2 separate regions of the Mus musculus genome follow, and region 2 is linked to region 1. A link is a contact called in public Hi-C data. All regions are on one chromosome and are shown on one strand. Each heading gives the region's core, a stretch centred on a gene start, on an enhancer-like site or on the middle of the called end of the contact. The rest is flanking DNA. Distances are from core to core; before and after follow the strand shown.

What was found. Hi-C and Micro-C count contacts between places; a contact is called where the count stands out from the background.
Region 2: a contact with region 1 is called in a Hi-C map of cortical neurons, with 3 times the contacts expected there. The contact joins the enhancer-like site here to the promoter of B230216N24Rik in region 1. A contact is called at or near these places in 3 of 39 promoter capture datasets (liver and neutrophils) and 4 of 484 Hi-C or Micro-C datasets (the N1E-115 cell line, cortical neurons and neural progenitor cells).

The regions. Positions count from the first base shown.
Region 1 is chr1:98,045,366-98,050,535 of GRCm38.p6, forward strand. It overlaps B230216N24Rik (RIKEN cDNA B230216N24 gene), which reads right to left and starts at 2,428. Exons shown (of 3, transcript NR_037993.1): 1 at 2,337-2,428. The region is part of intron 1 of Pam (peptidylglycine alpha-amidating monooxygenase); the gene reads right to left. It overlaps Gm24465 (a small nuclear RNA gene), which reads left to right and starts at 4,457; the gene lies at 4,457-4,563.
Region 2 is chr1:98,160,331-98,165,500 of GRCm38.p6, forward strand. No RefSeq gene overlaps it. Among named protein-coding and RNA genes, the nearest start is that of Gm29461, 11 kb to the right of the region's middle. Within about 2 kb of position 2,126, at least 7 of the 459 cell types and tissues checked have an H3K27ac peak or open chromatin away from gene starts, as enhancers often do. A contact at or near this core is called in the N1E-115 cell line and cortical neurons, where this site is marked.

The DNA of each region.
Region 1 (5,170 bases), core at 1,178-3,677:
CCCGGCAAAGCCTTGGAAGCTGTGAGGGCATGGAACTTGATTCTTCCTCAGAGCCTCCTGGAAAAAAATTTCCTCAATTGTGTTGACTTGTAACCAACAGAACTCTAAGGTGAGACATGAGTGCCCTGTAAGCTGTAAGTCCTGTAGTAACTGGGTAGAGCAAATGACGGGAGACTAGATGACCACCTCAGTCATGCTACATAGATCACTTCTTTTAGGGGGAGGGCTAGACACTGACCAGAGAAATATGGTCCTGTTCTAACCTGGGGATCATATGTTCCTGAGAACAGATGGTGCCATATAAAACCTAGAACCTAGGTTAGACGTTGGGGACATGATGTCTTAGAAGGTGCTTTTCTGACTCCTCCCAACATGAGCTTTCAGTCTTCTCTAGATGTTTATTTACACATCTATTTTCTCCATACAATGTCCTGGAATTTTTTTTTTTTTTGGATTTTCTTCCAGTTATCTGTCTTGTGAGAGCCGACATAATCATCTTTCTGCCATGTCTCATGCATATCTCATTTACCTCAAGCTGTCAAGTCTTTAGACTTGGCATCTCCACGCTTCAGCAAGAACAAATGTAACTGTTAAACTTAAAACTTTCATTATGACACGAAAATAAAAGAGACCCTCTCCTAAGGCAATTTTAAAGATCACTCTTCCTGAATAGCCTGGGACTGCTTCTAACTCAAACAGGAAGAAGGCTGGACTCCTGAAGTGTATTTTCCCCAGAGTATGGCTAGCACGGTCAAGTTGGAAAATGACTATTTTCAACTTTTAAAGTTGAAACTGAATATATATTTTAAACTGTGAATTCAGTTAGCTAATGAATTAGGTTGTATTGCTGCAAACATGAGCAGAAAAAAATAAGATAAAATTTAGCATGAAGCGTATTAGTTTTATTTCTAACACAAGCATTATGAGTGTATTTCAATAAGAGATTTTACAAGTATGGTATCAGTTTAGGTTGAGTCAATTTCTTCAACATTTACTCTACTGTAATGTAGATGAATTTGCTTCTACTTATGAGAATCAGTTTCTAATAGCAATTAATGAATAACTTATTAAACACAAGGGCAAGTATAATTTAACACTGTTTTAATATAGTTTCAAGACTGGGAAAATTCAAAGAATAAACACTTATGATACATATGACACATCCTTCAGTTCCAAGGAGCTGAATGTAACTTTTAGTATGGCTTTATACTCTTACAACCATTATTTCTTACTTACTCTTTATAGAAACCTACATCTAGCATTAATGTTCCATTAACATAATTTCCCAGAAACAAATTATATAGACCATATTCCACGGTATTCTAAAAATACAAGACTCTAGAAATAAACAGTCTAAACCACTTCTTGTCCCTGTCAACTAAGCCATGCGCCTGACTTCTATACAGAACAAAGGTTCAGCTTCCTGAAGGATGGGTAGTCTCTGTACGAGCCATTCTCAAGCCCCTGTCCTCTCGCGAAGCTATTTACTAACAGTTAGAAATCACCCTTTTCTACTCTCCTTAAAGCTCACTACCAGATGTACTGAAATTGTTTACTGGGGATCCAGGGAAGGAACCACAGGCAGAATGCGTGGTGTGGTGATGGAGAAGAGAGGTCTATGGATTTCTTGATGAGACAGTTTGGGGGAGAAAAGCTGAAACAGAAAACTAACTTCCAGAAGGGACTCTTCACTCATAGCTCTCCCCCTGACACCATAAGAGACTGCACAGTCCTCTTTGCAGAGATGTGAAGACAAATGCTCAGCCTCAGGAAGGGAGGCATACGTAAGTATTTCATCAAGCACCAAGTTCACTCCTCTGCAATATTAGAAACATATGGAAGTAGGATTGAAGTATGCAATTATGACTGTCAGTAGACACTGAACTTCCGACAATACCTTCCCATATCCTGTTATTATCACTTAAGATGGATAAAATATCAGTAAAAAAATGTATAATTCACATACTTTCTAAGAGCCTTAGCTGCCCTATGACACCTGTAAAAAATATGTTAAGTTTTTTTTTTTTTTATGGAATGCAAACAGTTTAAAAGGAAAGCTATAGTGTGCATGCTGGTTTCGCTTATCAGGGGGTAAGAGGTATTACATTGTGCATTCACAGTGATTTTTATAAGCCCACCCCTACATGTGAACACACATATGCACACATACACATAATATATAGGAAAATTTTAGCCAATCCCCGACAACAGATTTATAGCTTGTTCCTATATATTATGTTTCAGTTAGAAGTATATTTTAGAACACAAGAAACCTAAAGCAAAATAATAGAGACATTTGGTAATTCTTATAATAGTATATTAAACAAAGCACTTACCCTCCATTGCTAATCACACTGGCAGGAGAGCAACAGGAGAGGGGCTTTATTGTGGGATGAATCATCCCCACGTAGATGCTCTGAGCAACCCGTGTATGCATACTGACATCATCAGGAGAGACTTGGAGGCAGAGGCTACTATGGTAACGGAGCAATGTGCTGGGAGACAGCCGCCTTTAATTGCTTTAACAACTTCCTGGGGCTCAAGCGACCAGGCTTGGATTTGCTAAGTAGGAAAGGAAGGTTGTCACAGAGGCAGCAACTGTGACGCAGAGCAGAAGAACTCAGTGAATTCTGGAATTACTAATTTCAGCATGACTTCTTAATGGCAAATGTCATTACACCGTTCCATTGGCAACATCCTTTTCACACACAGAGCTCTAAGGAAGGCATAGGTCAATACCCAATGCTCCGAGGTAACAGAAGTCTAGCTTCATATATAATTCTCTCACTTAACAAGCATTAATATTATTGCATTACAAATATCCTTTTCCTTGAGAGTGAATGCTTGATTCACTTTGAAAAGAAAGCCCACATCTGTGCCTTAGGATGTCTGCATGCTGATAACAATGACAACTGATTCTTTCTATTTATTTCTCTGGAAGGTGGCAGCTGTGGGTCCATTAATCTCTGAGCTCCACTAAATCCTTGCCAACAGGTCACTTATGCAGAAAACACCTCCAGGGAAATGGCTAGTTATTACACCCTGATAAAATCAGCCAGGAAAGCAGGACTTGATGCTACAGTTTTCTTGGTGAAGTCGTCTGTGTCAAAGGCAGAATAAATTCTATTGTAATGATGCCCTTCCCTGGAAAGCCACACAGAACATAAAGCTTTCCTTTGAACTCTTTGTTCTTCCTTGCCTCTGCCACCCATGCTGAAGAGAACACAAGCCCTTTTAACAACACCAGGTTTAGAGTAATTGCTGAAAATAACCATGTGCCAGCGTCAAACTGAGGCTATAATGATATCCTCTGCTTATCTGATCGGTTGCAACACTTTAATAAGTATATAATTTATCATCTGTAGTATGAAAACTATTGTTTTCTCTCCCGTGCATATTTGATTGACATGTTTTTCAACAATACCGGGATCTAATTTTTATTGTAACTACTGCAATTGTAAGGATAAGCAAGAAAGTGGGCAGGTCTTCCTTAAGACAGTCACAGCACAATATAAACTGAAGGTTGTCACTCTGTACTATATACTTAGATCTTAGCTCTTTCAAAGGCACTATTATTATCTCTATTTCAATTTAGATGATGCCACGCCTGCCTCTTAATGTTTCCTTTGTAAGTAAACAGTTTACAAATGTCTAACCAGACCAGTGGCTTCAAAAACAGTAAATGGAATAGAACAGTACCAATTTCCAATCTGAAAAAAATATAGAGGTTTTTTTTGAACCTAATTGACAAGTTGGGGGGTTCTCACTCCTGTAGAGCTTGAGAAAAAATGAGAGCAGAATTGTAACATGTAGTCTCAGGAAAACATAGCATGCCATTAAGTCAGTTAACGAGAGAGAGCTTTCCAATCAAGCTTCCGTTCTTTCATCTGTGCTTTCTGAGATCCTGTTTGAAAAGCAAAACAGACCAAGTTCAGCAAGATGGTAGGTAAGCAGGAGTACTACTGAGAGCCAAGGAGATGGCTGGTCAAGTCTGTTGCTTGATACTGAGCTCTGACAACCTGAGCATCCCAGACCTGTATGGTGGAAGGAGAGAGCCAACTCCTGAAAACTGTTATCTTGCTTCCTTGCTTTCACATGCATGCTATAGCATGCACACGTGCTCATGTGCATGTACACACCATATACACTAAGTATAAAAAACATATTGCTCTACACATATGGCATGATTTAAAAAAAAAAAACCCACAACAACAACATCTGTTGGATTGAGGATATAGCTGATAGGTAGAATGCTTGTGTAATATTCATGAGGGCCTCTGAATTCAATCCCTCGTGCTCATAACTGTGTGTGCCAGCTCATCTTTGTAATCCCAGAAATCAGGAGGTAAATCAGGAGGCTCAGTAGTTCAAGGTCATTGAAGCTAGCCTGACCTTTATAAAATCACATCTCAAACTGTTTCTGTTTATATGAATATACACTGAAAAGTATCTAGAAGTGCTCACTTTGGCAGCACATATACTAAAATTGGAACAATACAGAGACGATTAGCATGGCCCCTGCGCAAGGATGGCATGCAAATTTGTTAAGCATTCCATAGTTTTCAGTCCCATGGAGGGAGCAGCAGTGTCAACAGGCCAGACTCCCTGCCCCGCCTCCAAGAGCTCCCCGAGACTGGACCACCAACTGAAGAGTACACATGGAACGATCCATGGCACTGGCCACATATGTGGTCGAGGATGGCCTTGTTGGACATCAGTGGGAGGAGAAGTCCTTGGGTCTGATGGGGTTTGATGCCCCAGTGTAGGGGAATGCCAGGGCAGGAGGACGGGAGTTGGTGGGTGGGGGAGCACCCTCATGGAGGCGGGGGGGGGGATGGGATACAGGGTTTCCCAAAGGGGAGACCTGGAAAGGGGAAAACATTTGAAATGTAAATAAAGATAAACATCTAATTTTTTAAAAAAGTATCTAGAAGGTGTACCACACACAAATGTTAGGAGTGACACTTTGGGCAATTTAAATTACAGATTATGTTTGTCCTTCAATCTTTATATGATTAACTACTTTAAAGAAGATTTAGCCATGAATTCAACAAGCAGAAATCCACCTAAGTGTGCTCTGTGGTAGTAGCCATCCTGGCTCCTGAATCCACAGAGGGCTCATCACAGCTTTGGTGGGCCAGGTCCTACACTAACCACAGGCGTTCAAGGA
Region 2 (5,170 bases), core at 876-3,375, 110 kb after region 1:
TAAAGGTCACAAACTTCCTTCTTCCTAGATAATGGTATATTTCTGTGTAGGTCAGTGACTTAGCTATCCATGCCCAAGGTCGGATCAAGGACTGCCTAGAATCTAACTTAGCTATATGTCAAAATATCAATCCTTAGGAGCACTTGTAATAAAGCAATATTAAGGGAAAGCACACAGATCCATTTACCAACTAAAGCAAGGACATTGGATCATTCTTTATACAGGATGCCACAATTCCAGGAGACTAAGTTTCCATGAACTTTTCGCCTCGGGACAGCGCCCAGGTTTTCGGGGCCTGTTGTGTGTGTCACTACTGGAGTGGATGTAGCATCAATGTGATGAGATCTTTTCCTTTTTATGCAGTCCAGCAATGGAGAAAAAGCTTTGGACAGAATAAAGTCCTATCTCTTTTCTCCTGCACCACACAAGGACATTCAATGTGCACATAAGAATGCCTTTTATACATATCTCAATGCTCTCTTTCCCTCCTACGTGCTTTTAGTTCCAGCAAAACTTTCTGCAACATAACCTTCAGTTCTATTTTGTGATGTCTGTCTTGCTTTTCTTATTTATCACATATTTTAGAATGTCATAGCAATGATGGCCTTTCTTTTTCATTGTCATTTCTCTTTTTGATAATAACAGACAGACACTTTTATTTTTTTTTTGAAGGATGGCTAACATTAGCAATCATCGTGGGACTCAGTTATGGTGAATCATCGCCCAGGACCATTGTTGTAGTGATTGTCAAAGAACCTCATTTGGTGTATTGAAATGTCAGGAGTCAGGGAAGCCTTATAATGAGTGGAATAGTAAACTTTTCTCTTTGGTAGGTTCCTGACATCTAAGCTGGAGGTGTTGAAGATGTGGGTGATTTTCTTTAGCCCTCCAGGAAGCATCTGCCCACACAGAGGAAAACAGACCAAAATGATGCAGAGATCAAGTGATGGTGACATCATCTGAGCTGTAGAATGTGCTCTGACTTACAAATCAGTAAATTTTCATTTTAATTAATCCAGCAACTTTGAGCTATATTGTATTTTTAGGTATCCCTGAATCCTTACTCATACAGAAAATTGACTTCTTCTCTAAGGCTTTCATATATGTCTTATATTACCTTTTCCTTCCCACAGATTCAAGTATTGCATAGAAAACATTTAATAATAAAAAAAAGATGTTAGCTGTATCACTTTCTTTTCTGAAAGTCAGATTAAATCTAAGGCTTGAAACAGTGCCTGTCAAAACTCAACATGTTAGAGTTGTTTATAACCTTATTTTCCTGTTTCTCATTAAGTTGATCAAGATCATAAAATTTGAGATTTAAATCCATTAAAACTGTAACTTCTAGATGCAATTATGACATCCCTCTTTGGGGGAGGGCAGGATGTCATAACTGTGTATATCTCATTTTACTATCTCTGACTGTTTTTCTCTGTGTATTATAATTCATTCCATTAAAAAATACCTAGTATAAAGATTGGGGAAAAAGGGAGAGTGGGTGGGCAGGGGAGTGGGGGTGGGTGGATATGGGGGACTTTTGGTATAGCATTGGAAATGTAAATGAGTTAAATACCTAATAAAAAATGGAAAAAAAAAAAGATTGGGTCTACTAAATCTGTTCCTGGGATATATAAAAAAACATGCAACAACAAAACAAAAACCCTTTTGAATATGCTTTGTGGCTGTCACTGATTCACAGCCTAGACTGTCAGTCTGTAAATCACTTTCAAATGGGTAAGAAGACTGTCTCTCACTCTACAATGAAAAAAGAGCCCTTGCTCCACTGTACACAGCATCTCTCAGAGTATATCTAGTAATGGACATGTAACACAAGTCTCTGGATTTCTAATGCAGGAAAGAACATTTAAATGCAATTGTTTTTAGTATAAATTGTTAAGACTAGGAGTTTAGCTGTCCACGTCTCAGGTTTTCATCTGATGCTAACTAACCGGGTAATTCAGAGTAAGCGCTGGAGCTCTCTCTCTCTCTCTGTTGTACTTTCCTCGTTGGCACTGTAAATTTCATGTGCTTTCCAACTGGAAAATTCTCCAGATTCTTTTCAAAGGAATATTTAACACATTTTAGAATCATCATTACCCAAAGCACAAAAGAGTGTGTGTGAACAAGGCAGGGGTGGGTAGAGTGTGGGGAGTAGAAGAAAGACATTTCAAGTATTCAAGTGATATTTTCTAAAATGTAGCTGGAAGAAACCCATGAGCCTTGCTTGGTCTGTAATACAAAAGATCATGTCAAATAAAAGCTTGAAGATGGCCAGTTCGCCTCATTCCTGACAAGTGTAAGCCAATTAGTCTAGAAGCTAAGTTCCAAATTGGACAAAAGTTATTTAGCCATGCAGCCATCCAGGCAAGTAATCAGGGAGAAGGTTGGTGAGCAAGACAGAGGTCACTGCACTATTCATTTTGTGCTAGAGGAAGCCAAGACGAGGCACATTTGTTTCTCCTCAGAATTACTAGATGAATTTATTAGTCACCACACACTGCACACAACTGGTTCAGGCTGCTCAATAGGTAGATTTTGTCCCAATCTCCTTTCGGGAGGTACACCCCAATTATACTCCTTGTCAGCCATTTGAGTCAGAGCTCTTTCCTAAAATTAGTTCTCAGACAAACACACAGAAAAGATTTATTTCTTTGGAGTTAATTAACAACAGTCAAAGTGAAATCAATGCTTTCCCAAGAGCAATAAAGCTACTGCCCATCAATGGAGCTGCAACTAGTAGCTTAGACCTAGAGATTTAATGGGTTCACCCTCATACTGGATCACTGTAGCCAGCGAGTCATTATGTTTAGGTAGTCCCTTACTCCTTTTGTGGTGCTGGGAAGAGGGCATGTATATGCTATGTAAGTGTTCTATCATACATATGTATGTAGATGCTTAAATAGAGATATGCTGGTATACATTGTAATAAACTGAATTGTATCCTTTCAAATTGATATGTTGAAGCTCTGACCCCCAGTATGACTGTGCTTGGAGACTTCCTTTTGCAGGGATTACTAAGGTTAAATGAGGTCACAATGTGGACTCTACATCCCATAGCCCTGAGGAAAAAAAAAAAGGGAAACTAGAGAGTTCTTCTCTGTCTTTCACAGAGAAGAAGCCACATGAAGATATAAGAAAGGTACGTCAGTTAGGACGAGAGTTTGCATGCAGTCCGATGGCACCTTGATCTTCAACTTCTAGTTAGAATAGTGAGAAAAAAGTGGTTATTACTTAAAGACACCTTGTGGTATCTGGCTATGGTAGTACAAGAAGACAGTAATATATTTATACATGTATACTACCATCTATGTATTTCCATGTCTATCAATATATTGTCTTAGTTAATTTTGTGTCACCATGATGGAGTACGCCAAGCTAGGTAATTTATAAAGAACAAAAGTAACCTCATAGTTATGAAGTTTGGGAAGACCAAGACCAAGTTACTGACACTTGGTGTGGGCTGTTTCACGGTATCCTCACTAGGCTGAAAAGGGAAGAACAACAGATGGAGAAACCTTTCTCTGTCTGGCAGAAAAGCAGAAAAGTGAAGACACACTTCTACAATTTTTTTTTTTTTTTTTTTTTTTACAGCAGCACTGGTCCATTAAGGGGCCAGAGTCGATGGGTCTTATTTCCCATTGGGTCTTATTTCTGAATACTTATTTGGGGGTTAGGTTTCCAACACATAGTCTTGGGTATATGTTCAGAGTATGATATTTGTCATCTATGTATCTACGTGTATCTAGGCATCTATTTATCTCTATCTATCTATCTATCTATCTATCTATCTATCTATCATCCATATCTATCTATCTATCTATCTATCTATCTATCTATCTATCTATCTATCTATCTATCATTATCTTACTATCATCTACCTATCAATCAATCAATCAATCAATCAACCAATCTGTCTATCTAATACTTTTACACAACTGAAAATTACTCATTTCTTTTTTTCTTCTTTTCCCAGTTTTCTTCTATTTTGTACCTCACAGAGAGGTGTTATGTATATACTAATATTAAATTTCAAAATAAGGTTGAAATTAAATGCATGGTTTCCCAAAGAATGTTCTATTATCCAGTGTGCTGTTAACAAGCTACATAGTTCTCAATGTAAAAACCAATGTGAGGATCACTCTAGAAGCTGTCACAAGCTCAGGTCTTTTCTAGGTGTTTCATCAAAAGCCTTAGATGAAATCAGTAAAGAGGGTGTGATTTCAAAACAGGTCACCTAGAACATCTTCTAAAATGCTCTTTCTTCATTAACTTCAGAAAAAGAATCACCCCACCAGGCTTGTGATATTGCCAGATGTTAACCTCTGAGGCTTTGTTGTATGTTGCTTAGATATATATTCTAGCTCACAAGCCAACTTAGGACAGTTGTATGCTTTTTATTTCTATAATTTTATAGCTGTATTCAGTGCTTCAGAAAGGTTGTACTAATCTTATGGGCATGAGACAAAACTATTAGTTTCCTGGTGTCTAAAGGTTTGACTGACCTATCCTTAATTAAGAAAACAGTGGCAAAGGGCTAGAGAGATGGCTCCGTTAGTTAAGAGCACTTAGCATTCTTGCAGAAGACCAGAGTTTAGTTCTCAGTAACCACATGGTGGCTCACAGCTGTAGTTCCAGTTCTGGGGGATCTCATGCCTACGTCTGGCATCCACTGACACCAAGCAAACATGTGATACATAAACATAATTTTTATTAAAAAAGAAAAGGAAATCAGGGACAGGCCATTTAATCCTGCATGGGGGAACTGCAGAAGGTGCCCAGGCTAACCCCGAGACACTATGAAGACAGAATGTGTGCCAGAGAGGCAGGAAAGACAGAGAGGAGCTATCTGAGGGCTGAGGTTAAATGTGGAAGATGTTGCCACCCAGTGGTATTGGTGGGGTTGAGTGCAGCAGCCTGCGGAGTCAACAGAAACTAAGACCCCAAACATGCCACCAGGCCACTGAATCACCTTGGCTCTGAGCAATGATGGAGACCTGAATTGAAGAATTCATTTCCTGGACTGGACCTTTTTGAAGGACCATCGTGGTCTGTGCTGCTGAGTGGGTCAGTGGTCCTGAGGTGGTCAGGACCAGGTTGATGTCTAGGGTCCGTGCTGCACCCTGAAGCCAGGTCGATGTCTGTGGGTCATGCTACCACTCGAGGCCATAAT